2 separate regions of the Mus musculus genome follow, and region 1 is linked to region 2. A link is a contact called in public Hi-C data. All regions are on one chromosome and are shown on one strand. Each heading gives the region's core, a stretch centred on a gene start, on an enhancer-like site or on the middle of the called end of the contact. The rest is flanking DNA. Distances are from core to core; before and after follow the strand shown. Region 1 has its middle 11 kb from the start of Gm45988. Region 2 overlaps Gm32633 (predicted gene, 32633).

The links. A called contact is a pair of places that touch in the nucleus more often than the background predicts.
Region 1: a Hi-C map of nephron progenitors shows a contact between it and region 2, with 5 times the contacts expected there. The contact joins two enhancer-like sites. A contact is called at or near these places in 1 of 39 promoter capture datasets (the C10 cell line), 11 of 484 Hi-C or Micro-C datasets (the C10 cell line, the G1E-ER4 cell line, the HPC-5 cell line and 7 more), 9 of 115 datasets of contacts at active chromatin or transcription factors (the 230-238 cell line, CD8 T cells, the HPC-7 cell line and 5 more) and 1 of 9 other capture datasets (bone marrow-derived macrophages).

The regions. Positions count from the first base shown.
Region 1 is chr7:64,140,110-64,142,809 of GRCm38.p6, forward strand. No RefSeq gene overlaps it. Among named protein-coding and RNA genes, the nearest start is that of Gm45988, 11 kb to the left of the region's middle. Within about 2 kb of position 1,327, at least 137 of the 459 cell types and tissues checked have an H3K27ac peak or open chromatin away from gene starts, as enhancers often do. A contact at or near this core is called in the G1E-ER4 cell line and the SCID.adh cell line, where this site is marked.
Region 2 is chr7:63,997,626-64,000,325 of GRCm38.p6, forward strand. All of the region lies in intron 1 of Gm32633 (predicted gene, 32633), which reads left to right. Among named protein-coding and RNA genes, the nearest start is that of Gm32633, 12 kb to the left of the region's middle. Within about 2 kb of position 1,351, at least 8 of the 459 cell types and tissues checked have an H3K27ac peak or open chromatin away from gene starts, as enhancers often do. A contact at or near this core is called in the G1E-ER4 cell line and the SCID.adh cell line, where this site is marked.

The DNA of each region.
Region 1 (2,700 bases), core at 77-2,576, 140 kb after region 2:
CCCTGACATTGCTAGATAACTAACACAGGTGTGCCCCCGATTTCATGCAAGAGCTCAGCTTTGCCTGTGGACAGGCTTGCCTTTAATCCTGATTTAGTGCCCTCCAAAGTACAGGAAGCTTAAGCCTGGGGAATGGAGACAGAACAATAATGTTTGGGCTTAGTGTGAACTTAATTCTTCCCACTATTTGGGGTTCAGAGCTTTACAGTAGTACGTTTAATGACATGGCTCTCTTGTGATCTATTTTTCCTTCTAGAATTAACCGGTTTCTACCTAGGAAACACCTTCCCGTCAAACTCTCCTGCCAGTGCTGCCTCATCGGCCCAACCCCAGCAGAGTTATCCTGTATCCTGACCAGACAATACTGTGCAGTCCTTATTTAGGAGTCCATGAAAGCTCACACTAGTTATGAAGGGTTGGTCCCAGAACCTACGGATGCTCACGTTCCTCATCCAAAATGATGTAACATTTGTGTATAATGTGTGCAGTCTTCCTGATTCCTCTAGGTCAGCTTTAAACCACTTACAAATACCTACTGTGATACAAGCTGTGTCACCATACTATATATAATTCATAGGAAGTAATAAGAAAAAAACCCTTCATGTTTGGTACAGATAATTTTTTTTTTTTTGAGATAAGCTTTCTCTGCATAGCCCTGGCTGTTCTGGAACTCACTCTGTAGACCAGGCTGGCCTCAGACTCACAGAGATCTGCCTGTCTCTGCCTCCTAAGGGCTGGGATTCAAGGCTTGCACCACCACGGCTCAGCTAACATTTTTTTAATAAAAATGTTTTCATTTGTTGTTAGTTGATTCTTTCTGAGCATAGCCCATGGATACTTGGGTCTAACGGTACAGTTTTAAGGAACAGACTGCAGGTCACTAAGACAGGGGAGGAGGAAGGAGAGACAGACCCAGAGAAACAGAAAGAGAAACTATGCAGAAATAGGGATGGAAGAACTCAGAAATCCAGGCATGCGGATGAGCTGGCATATGTGGTTTTTGATGGAGACCTGAGGCTCTGAGACTGCACCAGACATGAAGCCCGTGCCATCTCATGCTACAAAGACAACGATTGCTTCAGTGTCTTCCCAACCCAGCCATGGTCATGCACAGCCAGGCTGCTGAAGCTTCCAAAGCACCCGCGCTGCATTTGTGGGTTCACCTGCTGCAGGGTGAAAACACTGGAGGTACAGAAGACCCATACGGAATATATGGACTGCTTTCTCTCGTTGCCATAACTTCCCAGTGACGTAGCCTACAACTGTGGGCACACACGGCACTACTTACACTGTCTGCCATTTTAAGTCTCTGAGAGAGGATTTAAAGCTTAGGAAAGGGTGTGCATGGGTGAGATGTGGAAACCACACCATTTCCCGTCGAGCGGTGGCTCTCAACTTCCCTAAACTGTGATCCCCCAACCACAACATTATTTCATTGCTACTTCAGAACTATAATTGTGCTACTGTTATGACTCATAATGTTATGACTCATAATCTGATACATGATCCCCAAAGATGTCGGGACCCACAGGAAGAACTGTTGAGAACTGTTGTTACAGAGGACTTGAACGTCCATAGATTCAGGTATCTGAGGTAGAGGCCAGAGCCAGCCCACACATACCGAGGCTGTATTGGTCAGGCTACTCTGGCAGAACAGTGGTTCTATTTTTCCTGGTAAGTATCTACTTCCCTCTGGCATGAGTGGAGCTCCTCAGTGGGAGGGCCTTGTTTCCCAGAACGAAACTGAACCAGTGGCTTCTACGGCGAACGCATCAGTCCCGAAAGCTCGTTCGTTTTAAATCAGTTCCTCTCCCCGCAACACCGAGGTCTACAGCTCAAGCCACAGGCTTCTGTCAGGAGACCCCAGTGTCTTTCCTCAGGTTACAGAAAACAGCCAGGGAGGAGTCTTCCCAGTGAGCTGGCAGGAGAGGTCCCATAACTCTGGGGAGGCTGGTTAAGTCAGATGAGAGAGGGAAGGAGAACCTCCAGGCTTGCCTGAAGCTGGAGGATACAGGCAGTGTGGTCATCAAAGAACGCAGGTGGTGGGAGAGTTACCACAGGCTCATTCTCCCATGATCCAGTGGGGTCATCCGCCATGTAAAATGGTTCCGTTTTTAAGAAATAAACTAGCGTAGTTTTTTTTTTTTTTTTTTTTTTTTTTTTTTTTTTTTTTTGTGGCAGTGGAAATTGTGCTTTTGAATTGTGGTCTTTCTCGGGCCTGGAGATATTCAGCACAACCTCCCTCCAGATCTGGGTAGGTGCAGACTCAGCCTCGTGACTGAAAGGAGCAACCAGAGCTCCAGACGGCCCTGTTAATGGCCTTGATGTCTGGTAGCTTAGAATGTTATCTCCTACTTGGGATATTTTCGATCTATGTATGATGGGCCCATTGAGATGTAACCCATCAGAGTCCAGCAAGCACCTGGATGTCATAGCTGCTGGCTCAAAGTCTCAAGTAAATAGAATTACATCACTATGCGTGCCAAGTCTTTAACAACTGGGATTTTTCGATTAATTAAAACATCACAAATGGGATAGATTAAGAAAAATAGCTATGCAACCCCCCATTCCTCTTGCTCAACACATCTGGGCATTGCGGCGTGGTACCCATCTGATTGGTCTTAGGTTCAGCTCTGCCTCTCAGTACTTTTTCCCTTCAGTATTACTTTTAGAAAAATCCCATAGCTCATAGAATTTTAC
Region 2 (2,700 bases), core at 101-2,600:
TTTGACCCAAAGGGGTCATGACCCACAGGTTGAGAATCACTGATTAAGACTCTCCTAGTGAAGGCCACAGGCCAGAAGGTGACCAGGAGTGCCTGCTTGTAGGTGAGCCTCTGAACACAGGAAGGAGCTCCCAGGGACATGTCTTTACCTTGATACTCTTACTATTTGTTTCTTCTTCTTTTTTTTAATTTTTAAAAATTAATTTATTTATTATATGCAAGTACACTGTAGTTGTCTTCAGACACCCCAGAAGAGGGCAGGGGCTCTCATCACGGATGGTTGTGAGCCATCATGTGGTTGCTGGGATTTGAACTCATGACCTTTGGAAGAGCAGTTGGTGCTCTTAACCACTGAGCCATCTCTCCAGCCCTATTTGTTTCTTTTTTAGCCTTTGCTTGTGAGAAAACTCTTTTCAGGAGTGGCTCAGCCCTCAGGAGCATCTTGCCCTTGGGGCTCATCTGCCAGCGGGCAAGCATCTGTTGAGCATCTCCTGGCCTGGACCTCACTTGCCTAAGCCTGTGATGGACTGGCAGCTAGGTCCTCAAGGTCTCTAGCTTTCTAGCAGGTAGCAGAGAGAATGGGAGGAGAGTAGTGACCTGGAGTCCTTTATCTCAGGCCCAGGCCTGGAATTTCAGGGCCACCATCCTCAAGGATATGTCAGAGACTCAAATGGCTCTTTGGACAGGACACAATGCCAGGACAGGCAGAGCGATATAGCTTGTGAAATGAGGCATAGGCAGACGTCTGTGAGGACAGGACAGTGTTTGTGTGTGTGTGTGTGTGTGTGTGTGTGTGTGTGTGAGAGTGTGTGAGAGAGAGAGAGAGAGAGAGAGAGAGAGAGAGAGAGAATGTCTGTGTGTATTCCTATTTACATGTGTGTATGTGTGCATGTGAGTGTGTATATGTGTGTGCTTGCCTGTGTGTATGTATGAGAGAGTCTGTGTGCGTTTGTCTGTATGTCTATGTGCATGCATGTGTATATGTGTGTGAGTGTGTATATATATATGTGTGTGAGAGTGAGAGAGAGTGTCTGTGTAAGTCTATGTGTGTATGTGTGTGTGTGTGTGTAAGAGAGAGAGAGTATGTGTGTGTCTGTGTGTATGTCTGTGTTTGTGTGAGTTTATGCATTGATGTGTCTGTTTATCTGTGTGGCTGTATTGGTATCTGCATGTCTATTTGTATCTGTGTATTTGGGTCTTTGGCTACTAATTTAGTGTTTGGGGCATCCCTGGCAAAGGCCTGTGCACCCAGGATAAAGGGTAACAATTTCTGTTCTACTCTATAAGCATCCCTTCTATCTCTGTCTCAATCCCCAAACACCTGGCTTAAAACATACACTTCTACAGCAAAGCAAACAGCCTTTTCTAGACTCCTGAAGCCTCTAGTGCCCTCTTCATAGTAACACCCCCACAAACCTGCCTTGGCATGTCTGCTGTGGCAGCTGGGAGCCACTCAGCAGCAGCAGTGTGGTCCCTGATACCTCAAAGATGCACAGTGAAGGGACCCTGCACGCATCTGTCCCCAGCTCTGGGTCAGGCAGGGTGCCAGAGAGTGTTCAGTTCAGCCCAGCTAAGTTTACCTCAGAGATCAGAACAGAATGACAAAGAGCCCATGTCCTATGCCCTTAAGTAAACATCACTGTTCTCGACAGAGGTGGGTCTTCAGGGAACTTGGAACAGATGCCACCCCGGTAAACCCTTCTCTTGTGTTTAGCACAAACCTGCCAGCCCCACCTGCCTGACAATAAGAGGGAGGAGGAGCCCCAGAGCCCAGCTGCAGTGGAGTGGCCTTGCATGTTTTTCTCTTCTTGTGGTTTCATGGGGTTAGGCAAGGTTTCATTTCTCAGCACAACTGAAGAAAGCGACTCTCAATGCCATCTGTGGAGGGGCCAGGAGACCTGGGCAGGGCACTATTCCTCACCCTCACCCCTCACCCGTACTCTTTAGGCTTTCCCTGAGCCCATGGACTAACACAGCTATGTGGAACTCCAGTATTTCCCAGGAACATCTGGAGATGGCGAAGCCTGGCCAGGGAGTGTTCTAATAAGATTAGGACCCAACTGAAGGCTAAGGCTGGCACTGTACAGGGCCCTGGCAATGCTATCACCTACTGCATGCACAGGCATTTCAAGTGGGAAGGCCCACAGGGCCAACACCCCCCTTCTCCAATGGCATGGCTGAAGTGTCACAATGCCCTAGCTTCCTGGAAGTCAGACTGTCCCAGTTTCACTTCTTAGCTTCCTTATTCCCACCCCACAGCCAGGGTTGACTCTCTGTCTCTATTCCTGGGGTCACTCAGGAAGTCCCTGGCAGGTGCCAGGTGATCACCCAGTGAATTCAGGAAGCCACTCTAGGGTGGGAACAAACAACGGAGTAAGGCAGAATCTGCTTGACCCTATAGAGCCCTAGTGACGCTGTCGAAGGTCCCCCAGAGCACTCCTGTCAGAACTGGCCTGGATCTCACACCCAGAAGTGAGCACACTCCTCCCTTGGGGTACAGGGGTTCCCATGTACTTCATGGTGTCGTCAACCCAATGGGTTGCCCCAACAGTATCTCCAGGTCCAAGAATCTTCTGTTTTCTGTTAGTCCCTGTTTTGTCTACCTGTGGTAATATATCAACATTCTGCTCAGACATGATGACCAAATAGTCCCAGTGTCTGGGAGCTTGACTCTCTGCTCTTTCAACCTTCTTCAGAGCTA